3 separate regions of the Mus musculus genome follow, and regions 2 and 3 are each linked to region 1. A link is a contact called in public HiChIP or PLAC-seq and promoter capture Hi-C data. All regions are on one chromosome and are shown on one strand. The core of a region is the stretch at or near the end of the contact, and the rest is flanking DNA. Distances in the headings are between cores, read along the strand shown. Region 1 holds the start of Cdk12 (cyclin-dependent kinase 12). Region 2 holds the start of Stat5b (signal transducer and activator of transcription 5B). Region 3 holds the start of Klhl11 (kelch-like 11).

What was found. Promoter capture Hi-C pulls out the DNA fragments that hold promoters and counts their contacts. HiChIP or PLAC-seq counts read pairs in DNA pulled down with a chosen protein or histone mark.
Region 2: a contact with region 1 is called in an H3K4me3 HiChIP or PLAC-seq map of embryonic forebrain, with 16 times the contacts expected there. The contact joins the promoter of Stat5b here to the promoter of Cdk12 in region 1. A contact is called at or near these places in 2 of 115 datasets of contacts at active chromatin or transcription factors (astrocytes and embryonic forebrain).
Region 3: a promoter capture Hi-C map of cranial neural crest shows a contact between it and region 1. The contact joins the promoter of Klhl11 here to the promoter of Cdk12 in region 1. A contact is called at or near these places in 3 of 39 promoter capture datasets (cranial neural crest, hippocampal neurons and pre-B cells).

What each region holds. Positions count from the first base shown.
Region 1 is chr11:98,201,630-98,205,272 of GRCm38.p6, forward strand. It overlaps Cdk12 (cyclin-dependent kinase 12), which reads left to right and starts at 1,676. Exons shown (of 14, transcript NM_001109626.1): 1 at 1,676-2,781. The coding sequence starts at 1,739. Gm38963 (a long non-coding RNA gene) reads right to left here and starts at 1,001. Exons shown (of 4, transcript XR_880193.2): 1 at 902-1,001.
Region 2 is chr11:100,848,800-100,852,442 of GRCm38.p6, forward strand. Stat5b (signal transducer and activator of transcription 5B) reads right to left here and starts at 1,782. Exons shown (of 19, transcript NM_001113563.2): 1 at 1,600-1,782.
Region 3 is chr11:100,471,121-100,474,763 of GRCm38.p6, forward strand. Klhl11 (kelch-like 11) reads right to left here and starts at 1,662. Exons shown (of 2, transcript NM_172565.2): 1 at 1,061-1,662. The coding sequence starts at 1,608.

The sequences.
Region 1 (3,643 bases), core at 426-2,925:
GCCTACCTCTGCCTACCTTGCCTCTCAAGTGCTGGGATTAAAGGCGTGTGGCAACGACCAGCTTAGAATCTTATCCACCCTAAAATGTAGTATAAAAGAAATACTTCCAGAGCCTGGCGGTAGTGGTACACAGAAACCGTCTCGAAAAGCCAAAAAAAAAAAAAAGAAATAAAAAGAAAAATACTTCCAGGAGACGTTACAACTGGCACTTCCTGAAGGTAGTGCACATAGGCTTAGACACGTTTTTTTCCCCGAGTCTCATTGTCTTCTCTGTTTGTAGAAACTGGACGTTTGTTATGGTAAAACATCCCAGCAGTCGAGAAACGGCTGAGGCTGAATAGCCACAACTGGGAGTCCAGCCTGGGTTACTAAGAACGTGCTGTAAGACATCCTGACATTTCCCCCAACTTTGGCACTCTAACCTTTCTACTGACTAGCCCCCCTGAATCCGGGAGTCCTTGCCTGTAAATTCGCAATGAGGACAGTGTCCCATGGGTGTGAGGGCAGAGAAAATGAATGCAAAACGCCTAAACTCAGCAAATTCCGCAGTACCAAGCGTTGTTTGCACATTCAGACTTAAAGCAGGGCGGTGGTGGTGCGTGCTCCATGCCCTTAATCGCAGCACTCCGGAGGCAGAGGCAGGCGGATTTCTGAGTTCGAGGCCAGCCTGGTCTACAGAGTGAGTTCCAGGACAGCCAAGGCTACTCAGAGAAACCCTGTCTCAGAAACCCAAGCCCTACCAGAATCCCCAATATTCAAACTTGCGCTGTAATGTCCCCAATGTTCACTTGTCCCTTGTTTTTTTTTTTTTTTTTAAACCCTATTAAATCAAAAGACTTCTTACAAGCTGTGCTAAGACCCATCCCCACCGGAACCTGGGGATATTTAATCAAAGAATTACCATTTAGGTTTAAATTTTAAAGGTAATCTCCGCAACTTCCGCTCCTATAAAGCCCCCCAAAAGGGGGAGTTGGAAAAGTATCGCGAGAATCTAACGGGCTGCGTTTGCGGCTTGGGTCCCGTTCTCGCGTTTTCTGGTGAAGGAATGTGTCGAGGTGAAAAGGGAAGCGCCAAGTATCGCGGGAGTCCAGCGGAGTCTCGCGATACTTGCGGCATTCGCCCCTCCCCCTCCCCCTCTAGTGCCGTTTCGGTTTAATCTAGTGTGTGAGTGAGTCTGGGCGAGGGAGTGAGATGTGGCTGTGAGGTGTCGGTGTGAGGCGGAGGCTAGCGAAGGGGGCTCCCTCAGGCACGAGGGACAAAGGGGGGGAGCTGAGGCAACCTAGGCCGCGGAGGCCTGGCGACAGGAAGCCAGCCGCCCCGAGCCGGGCGACCGGGTAGGGGAAGGGCCTGCGTAGTCCTCCCGGGGCTCCAGAGCCGCCGTCGGCCCCACAGGCTCCGGCGGACGCCTTCCTACTTCCTTGAGCGCCAGGGCTCGCGGGCCCGAATATCGGCTCGGCGGGGGTGGGCGGCCGTGAGGGGCGGACTCGAGCAGCTCCCGGCGTCGCGCTCCTCCCGTGCCGAGGAACTCTTGGTTTCTTCCCTCTCTCCTTCACCCCCCACCTCATGTAGGAGGGCGCTGAGGCGGCGAGAGGGAGGAGGAGCCTCGCCTGCGGTCCCTGCCCTCCCCACCCCCGTCTAGGGGCTCTTCGGGGGGCGTGGAGTCGGGGCTGGGGGGGAGGGTGGGGCTTTTTGGAGCGCCGGGGAACTTTTTCCCCTGCTTCAGGCCCGGGGAAAGGGAATGCCCAATTCCGAGAGACATGGGGGCAAGAAGGACGGGAGCGGAGGAGCTTCTGGAACTTCGCAGCCGTCATCGGGAGGTGGCAGCTCCAACAGCAGGGAGCGTCACCGCTTGGTGTCGAAGCACAAGCGGCATAAGTCCAAGCACTCCAAAGACGTGGGGCTGGTGACCCCCGAAGCGGCATCTTTGGGTACCATAATCAAACCACTGGTGGAGTACGATGACATCAGCTCTGATTCAGACACCTTCTCCGATGACACGGCCTTCAAATCAGACCGGAGGGAGAACGAGGAACGTCGGGGAACGGATCGGAGCGATCGCCTGCACCGACATCGTCACCACCAGCACCGGCGGTCCCGAGACTTGCTAAAAACTAAACAGACGGAAAAGGAAAAAAATCAGGAAGTCTCCAAATCTGGATCTATGAAGGACCGGGTATCGGGCAGTTCCAAACGGTCCGTGGAGGGGAGTGATGATTATGGGAAGGCCCAGCTATCCAAAAGCGGCAGCAAGGAATCCAGGTCGTCCAAAATGCACAAGGAGAAGACCCGCAAAGAGCGAGAGTTAAAGTCTGGATACAAGGACCGGAGTAAAAGTCATCGGAAAAGGGAAACACCCAAAAGTTACAAAACCGTGGCTAGCCCTAAACGGAGATCCAGGAGTCCCCATAGGAAATGGTCTGACAGTTCCAAGCAAGATGACAGCCCTTCCGGAGCTTCTTATGGCCAAGACTACGATCTTAGCCCCCCAAGGTCTCACACTTCTAGCAACTATGACTCCTACAAGAAGAGTCCTGGAAGTACCTCAAGAAGGCAGTCAATCAGCCCACCTTACAAAGAGCCTTCTGCTTACCAGTCCAGCACTCGGTCACCCAGTCCTTACAGCCGACGACAGAGGTCTGTGAGTCCCTATAGCCGGAGACGGTCCTCCAGCTATGAAAGGAGCGGCTCTTACAGCGGGAGATCACCCAGCCCCTATGGCCGAAGGCGATCAAGCAGCCCTTTCCTGAGCAAGAGGTCTCTGAGTCGGAGTCCACTCCCCAGGTGAGCTGTTGTCTGTCCTTCCTAAGGTAGGGTCGGTTGGGAGGAATTGAAAATGAGTCTTTAACATTTTGTTAAAGCTTTCAGTGTTCTTCTTTGACAAGTCATTTAGGTAAGTTTGGCTTTCCCCTCGCCCAATTGAGAAGTAAACATTCCAAGTGCCTCCAACTATTCAAGCAAGGTAGGTAAGGTACTTTGCAGTAATGGAGAACTTTCAGCTGTGAGAACTTGCTTCTACCTAGCGGGTGCATAGTCTTCAGAACTCGTTTAGCTGTTTGTTGCTTTGTCTTAAAATTTTGTAAGTCGTGTTGATACCAGTGCTTAAACTTTATTGGAACTCACAAGAGAATTTTAAGAAGTTACAAATTTTCGTTTCTACTGTTTGCATAAGTTATCGTAATCAATTTTGTCTACCATGTTCCCAAGTCTATAGTTATCACTGTTTTACTTCTGAAAAGTCCTGTCTTTTAACTGTTAAGTGAAAATTAAGATAACGAGAGTACTTTTTGATAGAGTTTAGCAAAAAGTGATTGAGATTTGTTTACAGTACCAATGTTGACCACTTACTTAGTGTTGAAACACTGGTAGTTTTCAAAATTTTCTTTGAAATATGTGCTAATAATGCCTTCGGCTTGCTATTTTTGTAAGAAAGATTGTTAATTTGAAATTATCTATGAAATTATCTATCCTGTCTCATGTATAGACCCATCTCTGTCCACAACAACAGAACAGGAGCTGTATATTATCTGAGTAGAATCTTAATACTTTTTTTTGTGAACTACGGCAAATTATTTAATTTTTCCATACCAGAGTTTCTTCATTTGGAAGATAGGAATAAAAACTACCTACTTCAAGGCTCTTGTGA
Region 2 (3,643 bases), core at 532-3,031, 2.6 Mb after region 1:
AACTCAGTGTCCCCAAATGAAATGAGAGAAACATGAAATAAATAATCCATAAGTAAAATACATCCGACGGACACTGTAAACATCAAACAACAAAAACAAATGAACAATAGCATGACAATGGATAAGAGGCAAAGGCCCGTATCCTGACTGAATGATAATCAAATTATGTGAGATAATGCAGACTCAACAGCTGAAAGCTTATTAAGGCACCGGCAACTATCCAATAGATTTGGAAGCCCAAGATACAAGCAGATGATAAAAGCCACTGCTACAAGGCTACACAAAACCATCGGTCCAGTGACACCCTAGCCTTTTCAAGGGACATTCTCTGAGGATACTCTAACAACAACCTATAGAGTCTTACTGAGGCAAACATCTACTTCACTGCACAAGATGGGTCCTTGTGGGTGTGAGTCCATAAACTACTAAATATAAACACACTTGTGACCTGAGCTGGCAGCTAAGTCCATCTATCTGGGCCTCAGTTTTTACAATGAAAGAATGTAGTATAATCCCAGGGGTGGAGGCTTCCCAAATCGAAGATTCTATAAGCCAGTTTGCCACTATTAATTTAATACAAGTTCCGACCCACAGCGAGACAAGCACAAAAGTGGACATAGGTCCTTGAGGAAACGAATGGCCTCTTTTTGCCTTTAAAATCTTCTGGGTCTCATTAATCCCTGCTTTCTAAACGCTGCCGTTTGTTCTTCGCCTTTTCCATCACTGCTGGCTACAAGTGTTTGCAAACGCCTCCTGCTCCAGACAAGTCCCCCCCCCCGCCCCCTTCTGCTACCCCCCCCTTGATCACTCTGACCATCTTGCCAGATTCCTTTAGACTCAGACCAGCTTCTGTGATAAGACAGCTCTCCTTCCGACTCCCCATATCTACCCCCGACACCAGGATCACTTTTTTTTTAACTCTTTAACCTTGGCTAGGAAAAACAAGATAGAAAGAAAAGAAAGGAAAAGAAAAGAAGAGAAAATGAAAGAACAGCTTGCCCGCATCCCACCACCACACATTCAAGCCCAGGCCTGGCAGGTCCTGATGTGGGACCCCGCAGCCCAGAGCCTTATCAAAATGTTCATATTTGTTGTCTTGACTCCTTATAAGGCACTATTTCTTGAAGCTTTGCTGATACCCCCCACTCCACTGGGTACCTTCGGCTCATCGTTTTCCCCAGAGTCTCGGGCACCCCCCCCCCCCCGCTTTGGGGAGCACATTATAATAAGAGGAAAAACTGGGAGACAGCAGGGACTCTTCAGAAATGCAACAGGAAGGTGTGAGGCGGCCGACAGCAGTCCCCTCGCTCCCAGGGGATCGGCTCTGTCGGCGTCCCTCACACACCCATCGTGACACGCACGCGCCAATACTTTTCACGGTATCCACGGCGCCCCCCTCCGTGGCCTCCGCGCGCCCCTCTCGTAGCCACCACCAGCGCCCCGGGCCCCTCTGCAGCCGCCCGGCGCGGCCCCCGCGGCCTCCCCACGGCCCCGGAGCGATGGCGGCGGCTCGGCCCTGCCCAGCTTCTAGACAGCAGGAGCACGGGGCCCCGCCCGGGCTCCCGGGCCCCCTGGCCCCGCGCAGGGCGCAGCTCCTACCTCGTTCTGCCCCACCAGAGCCAGCGGTCTCTCCGGTCCCGCACGCTCTCTCGCACGCCCGCTCGCTCCCTCCCCGTGCAGGACCTCCGCGCGTCGTCGCCCGCGCTCGGTCCCCGCCCGGGGTGACGGCTTGGGCCGCCGACTCTCCTCCCGCCGGGGCCCACGGGGGCGCGCGCCGCTCTCGCGCTCAGGCTCCGGGGACGCGCGCCCGCCCGTAACCCCGAGCGCGCCCCGCTTCCTGGTTCCTGCCCGCGCGCGCTCCCCAGCCCCAAGGTCCCTCCGCGCCCCTGCGCGACCGCCCTGCGGGGCCCCGGAACCCCCTGCGCGCAGTGGAGCGCGGGAGCGCGCTCGGCTGGGCCTGCGCCGCGCGCTCCCGCTGCAGGCCGAGCCCGCGCCCAGCCGCCCTGGACACCCCCTCGAGGCTCCGGGACCCCTAACACATGCTGTTTTGTTTGGGTGGGAGAGATCCCCGTTTAAGGGCACGAGCGGCGGTGGTCTTGGAGATTGGGACACCCCCTCCGCGGCCCGCCCACCGCCCTCCCGCCGGGAAACCAGGCCCGCGTCCTCTAGCTCTCAGGCCGAGGGCAGAAGTCCATAGTAGCCCCGATCAATAATTATCCCGAGCTTGCTCCCTGGAGGGAGGTTTAAACCAGGGCCCCTGTCGCACTACCCCGATGGGCACAGGCAGGACCGGGCCAACTGGATCAGTGGATTGCCCCTGGGTGAATCTATGGGGCATATGGGAGACGCCTTCCTCCCTGGGAATTTTTGCTGGTAACTAATCTTGGTTTTGGGAGTGACAGGTTTATCCAGGGCCGTCTGGGTTCTCTCCAGGGGTAGAGGGTCTCTACTACCCTTTCCCCAATGTTGGGGAGGGTTGCTGTATGTGTGAGAGAAAGCAACCTGAGTCACCCACTCTCCCGCGCTCCATCTCCCCAAGCTGGCCAGTGGTTTCCCTGGCAACCCTCCAAGGGCCAACCCGGCCAGCCCGGAAGCAAGGCACATCAGTGGTACAGAAGCCACAGCTGTAGAAACCTCAGCTGCAGGGGCAAAAGAGGGAGGACCCCTTCCCAGCACAAACACACGGAACGTCTATTCTCTACAGTCACCTACAATTTGTCCCGCTGAAAATTTTCCTAGCCAGGCAGGATCGAGAGGCAAGCTCTTCTATGATTCTCTTCCCAGCAGCCTTCCCAGGCACAAAGGTTTGGGGGTGTTAACTGATCACAAAGCCCTTCTGCTCCTGCCCTACAGGCTGGGCCAACACCTGACACAGTGCTTGGCACAAAAAAGAGGGAGAGAGCGTGGGGGCTGGGCCAAGAAGCTGGATGGGATGGAAATCAGCAGCTCTGGGCTTCCCCTTCCCCACCTTTCCTCCCCCCACCCCCCCACCCCACAGCCAGCTTAGGACGAGTTAAAACTTCAGGGCACATTTCTCTGTTCAAGCTTCCATACCTGTAAGCTATCACCTCTCCCAGAAACACACTCCTGGCCTTTCTGTGTGATGCTCGCTCTAGGGCAGTGGTTCTCAACCTTCCTAACTCCGCAACCCTTTAATATAGTTCTTCATGTTATGGTGACTTCAACCATAAAATTATTTCCGTTGCTACTTCATACCTATAAAATTTGCTACTGCTGTTTATCATAATGTAAATAGCTGTGTTTTCTAATGGTCTTAGGTAACCACTGTGAAAGGGTCCCTAGATCCCCAAATGGGTCTCAACCTACAGGTTGCTCCTGCTCTAGGGCCCAGAGTCTAGGCAGTATAACTGTTACCCTCCTGTTTCTCACCACACACTTCATACCATGCCTTATCACCATACCTCTTGTGTTGAAGAACGATTTCTTGTTAGCATGTGTCTCCTCCAAAGGCAGACACAATATCCTGTTCACCTTTAAATCCCCCCACCCACACCCAGCCCTGTGTAGACACCCAGTAAATATGCTATACCTTGGAAAAGGAAACTGCAAGGACTATGTACATATCAAGAGCACAAGGTCCAAAAGCAGTCATACCATTGTGAACCCTTTTCTGCCTTGTTCT
Region 3 (3,643 bases), core at 412-2,911, 2.3 Mb after region 1:
ATATAACCCACGCTGTTTTCTCCCTCTACCTGAAGCACACTACCTTGCCACCTATATGCCTTTGCTATGATTTCTGAACATTCTTTATGTGCCCAATTTAAAAATAGTTCCTCTCAGCCTGGTCTATAGATTGAGTTCCAGGACAACCAGCATTACATAGTGCGAACCTGTCTCAAAACAAAGAAATAAAAAAACAAAACCTCCTCTCCATTAGGGCCTATGACGCACAGTCCCACACCTCAGTCTGCCTCACAGCTGTAATAATTATTCAACATGCTATATATTCGCTGTTAAACATCAGAGAGTTTGATAAGGAAAAGGATTTTCATGTGTTTTGATCACTGCTGGATATACCCCCTCCCCCAGCACTGTAACGAGGTCAGTGTCTAGCGCTCCAGAGGTATGTGTTAAAGGATTTGTAACAGTACCAGCATCTCCACCTGCCTCCGAACCAACCTCTGTGGCGTCCTTTCTGGCTCCCCACAATCCATTTTCCACAATCCACTTTTCACTTTTGAAATATTTAAATATTTCGTATTTAAATATTAAAATCAGATAATCTCTCTACCCAGTTTCCCATCCATCACACTCAATAAAATCCAAACATTCCTCACACACACCCTCTGGTCTTTAAACCCAGCATATCCGGAATCGCTGGATTTTCTTTTTAACGTCCTTTCTTCTCTAAGCCAGCCTGGACCCTGACTGAGGCCTTTGGGAAGCCTGTAATGTGCACCCATTCCCTTTTGTACGGCCAATTTCTCTTGCCACTGCGAAGCTGGTTTAAATGACATTTCCTCCGATCCGTAGCTAGCCCTTCACCGTTTTTTAAATGTCATCATCACAGGAGTCGAACACGACCCACCGTTTTTCATCGCCTTTGTCCCTACCACCTGAAATCTGCGCTCAGGGGTGCAATGCGCACAAGCTAGACTCTCAGGGGGCATCCTCAGTGCCAGGCGCGGTGGCTGTCCCGTCGCGGGCATAATGAGGGAGCTGGCACCACAGACACTGCCCCCCACCCCCCAACCCAGCCCTCGCTCGCCCACGGTCGTCTCACCTGTCGGCCAGCTCCAGCACCTCGTGCACGCTGCCGGTGCTCACTCGGATGCGGCCGGTGTACATGTACTCGATAACGGCTTCCACCGTGTCAGGTTCGGGTCCGGGCTCTGAGCTCCACTTGCGCATCTCCACCCGGCCCGAGCGCGATTCCGAAAACTGACCCGAGAGTAAGGGCGTGAAGTACTCGGTGGCAGCGGCCAGCACCGAGCGGTGGGCACGGAACTCGCGACCTCCGGCCCCGCCGAAGCACAGGGTGATGTCGCAGAACAGGCCTTGACGCCGCTGCTCGTTCTGCCGCCAGGACAACTCGGAGCAGTGAGTGCTGCACTCGAAGTCCTCGGCCTCTGGGCCCGGATCGCTCCCGCCCGTGTCGACGAGGGTAGAGATGCCGGCCCCGGTCACGAAGTCTACCGTGCCACTGCCTCGGACCTCAGCGGCCAGGCTCGCGGAACCGGCGACGGCAGTCTCCATGCTCTCCATCTCCAGCACTTGAAAAGATGCAGCCGCGGCCGCAGCGGCAGCTGCCGCCGCCACAGCCGCCGCCATCTTGACGCCGCCGTACCGGCCCCCTCAGCTTCCGAACGGTGCGGCAAGTCTGATGCGACACAGAGGCATTCTGGGATTAAATAGTGCGCGCGGGGCGGAGCCGCGCCTGCGCACTTCTGCCGTGCTTACGCCCTCTAGCGAGGCAAGCGCAGTTCTCGGAGCCAGAAAAAAACTCAGGTCTACCTTTTCTCGCCCCTCCATTATGGTGGCCCCCTGTGCTTGTTTTGTTGAATTTTCTTCTACTTTATGTTGCTTTGGAGTGTATCCTCGCCATCACACGCACACACATTTTTTGTTTGTTTGTTTGTTTTTTAACTTTGTAGACCATGATAGCCTGGAACTCACAGAGATCCACCTTACCCCTGCCTCTGCTGGCCTGTGCCAATCCCAGCACTTGGGAGGCAGAGGCAGGCTGATCTCCCTGAGTTCGAGGACCTAGTCTCAGAAAGGACAGCCAGGAATACACAGAGAAACCCCGTCTTAAAACACAAAACGATTGACTTTGGAGAGAAAGTAATTTTTAAATTTTATTCTTATCAAAGTGTCTGTGCACAGGTCCTACAGAGGACAGGTAGGTGTTAGATTCCCAGTAGCTGGAGTTAAAGGCGGTTAAAACCCCCCTGATAAGGGTGTTGGGAGCCAACAATCAAACTGATTCTCTGAGAGAGTACTCCTAACTGCTAAACTATCTTTCCAATCCAGGAGGGGGGCAGTATAAAGAAAAATAACTTCGTTAAAGTTATTTATTTTTGCAGGTGTCTCTCATGTAGCCCAAGGTGGCCACACACTTGCTGTGTAGTTAAGGATGACTTTGAACTCCTGATTCTTCTCCTGGATTTTGGGATTACTAAAATGTTCCTGAGCACACCCAATTTTGTTTTGTTTTGTTTGTTTGTTTTTTGTTTTGTTTTTTGAGACAGGGTTTCTCTGTGTAGCTATGGCTGTCCTGGAACTCACTTTGTAGACCAGGCTGGCCTCGAACTCAGAAATCCACCTGCCTCTGCCTCCCAAGTGCTGGGATTAAAGGCATGCGCCACCATTGCCCGGCGAGCACACCCAATTTAACATGAGCTATGTAAGAAACCAGGGCAAGCCTGGCGTGGTGGCGCACTTCTTTAATCCCAGCACTCGGGAGGCAGAGGCAGGCAGATTTCTGAGTTCGAGGCCAGCCTGGTCTACAGAGTGAGTTCCAGGACAGCCAGGGCTACACAGAGAAACCCTGTCTCGAAAAACAAAAACAAAAAAAAAGAAACCAGGGCAGTTTAGTCACCCCAGCACCAATAAGTAAATAGCCCTAAAAATTACATTTATTTATTTTTATGGTAGGGTATTCGTGTGGAGTACAAAGCACAATTTAATGAACATCACTACGTTAGAGGATAGAACTCGAACTTGAGTCATTAATTAGACTTGGTTGGTGTTAGGTGCAATTAGCCATATTTTTTGCCCATAAAACAGAATATTTGTTTGTTTGTCTGTTTGTTTATAGGCAGGGTTTCAGCTAGGTAGGGGTGACTGTCCTGGAACTCACTCTGTAGACCAGTCTGGCCTTGAACTCACAGAGTTCACCTGCCTCTGCCTCCCAAGTTCCACCGGGCTGAGAAAATTATTTTCAAAAGGTAGTAAAGCATAAGACTTTGAGTCTTAGGCTGGTAAAAGTAGCACACACCTGTAACTCCAGCCGTTGGGACGCTAAGGCAGAATCATTTGTGGGAAGACAACCTGAGCTGTCTCAAAAGAAGACCGAGTCTCAGCTAGGTGGGTGAAGGTGAGGAATTACTTATGTCTGATTTCCTAAAAATGGATGTTGCCGACCTTGGAAGAACACAGAATGAAATGGAGGATCTTTGAATTTCAGAACAGGCTAGTCTAGTGAGTTTTGGGACAGCCAGGGCTACATGGAGAAACCCTGTCTCAAAAAAAAAACAAGTTGGGCATGGTGGCCCACGCCTTTAATCCCAGCACTCAGGAGGTAGAGGCAGGCGGATTTCTGAGTTCGAGGCCAGCCTGGTCTACAAAGTGAGTTCCAGGACAG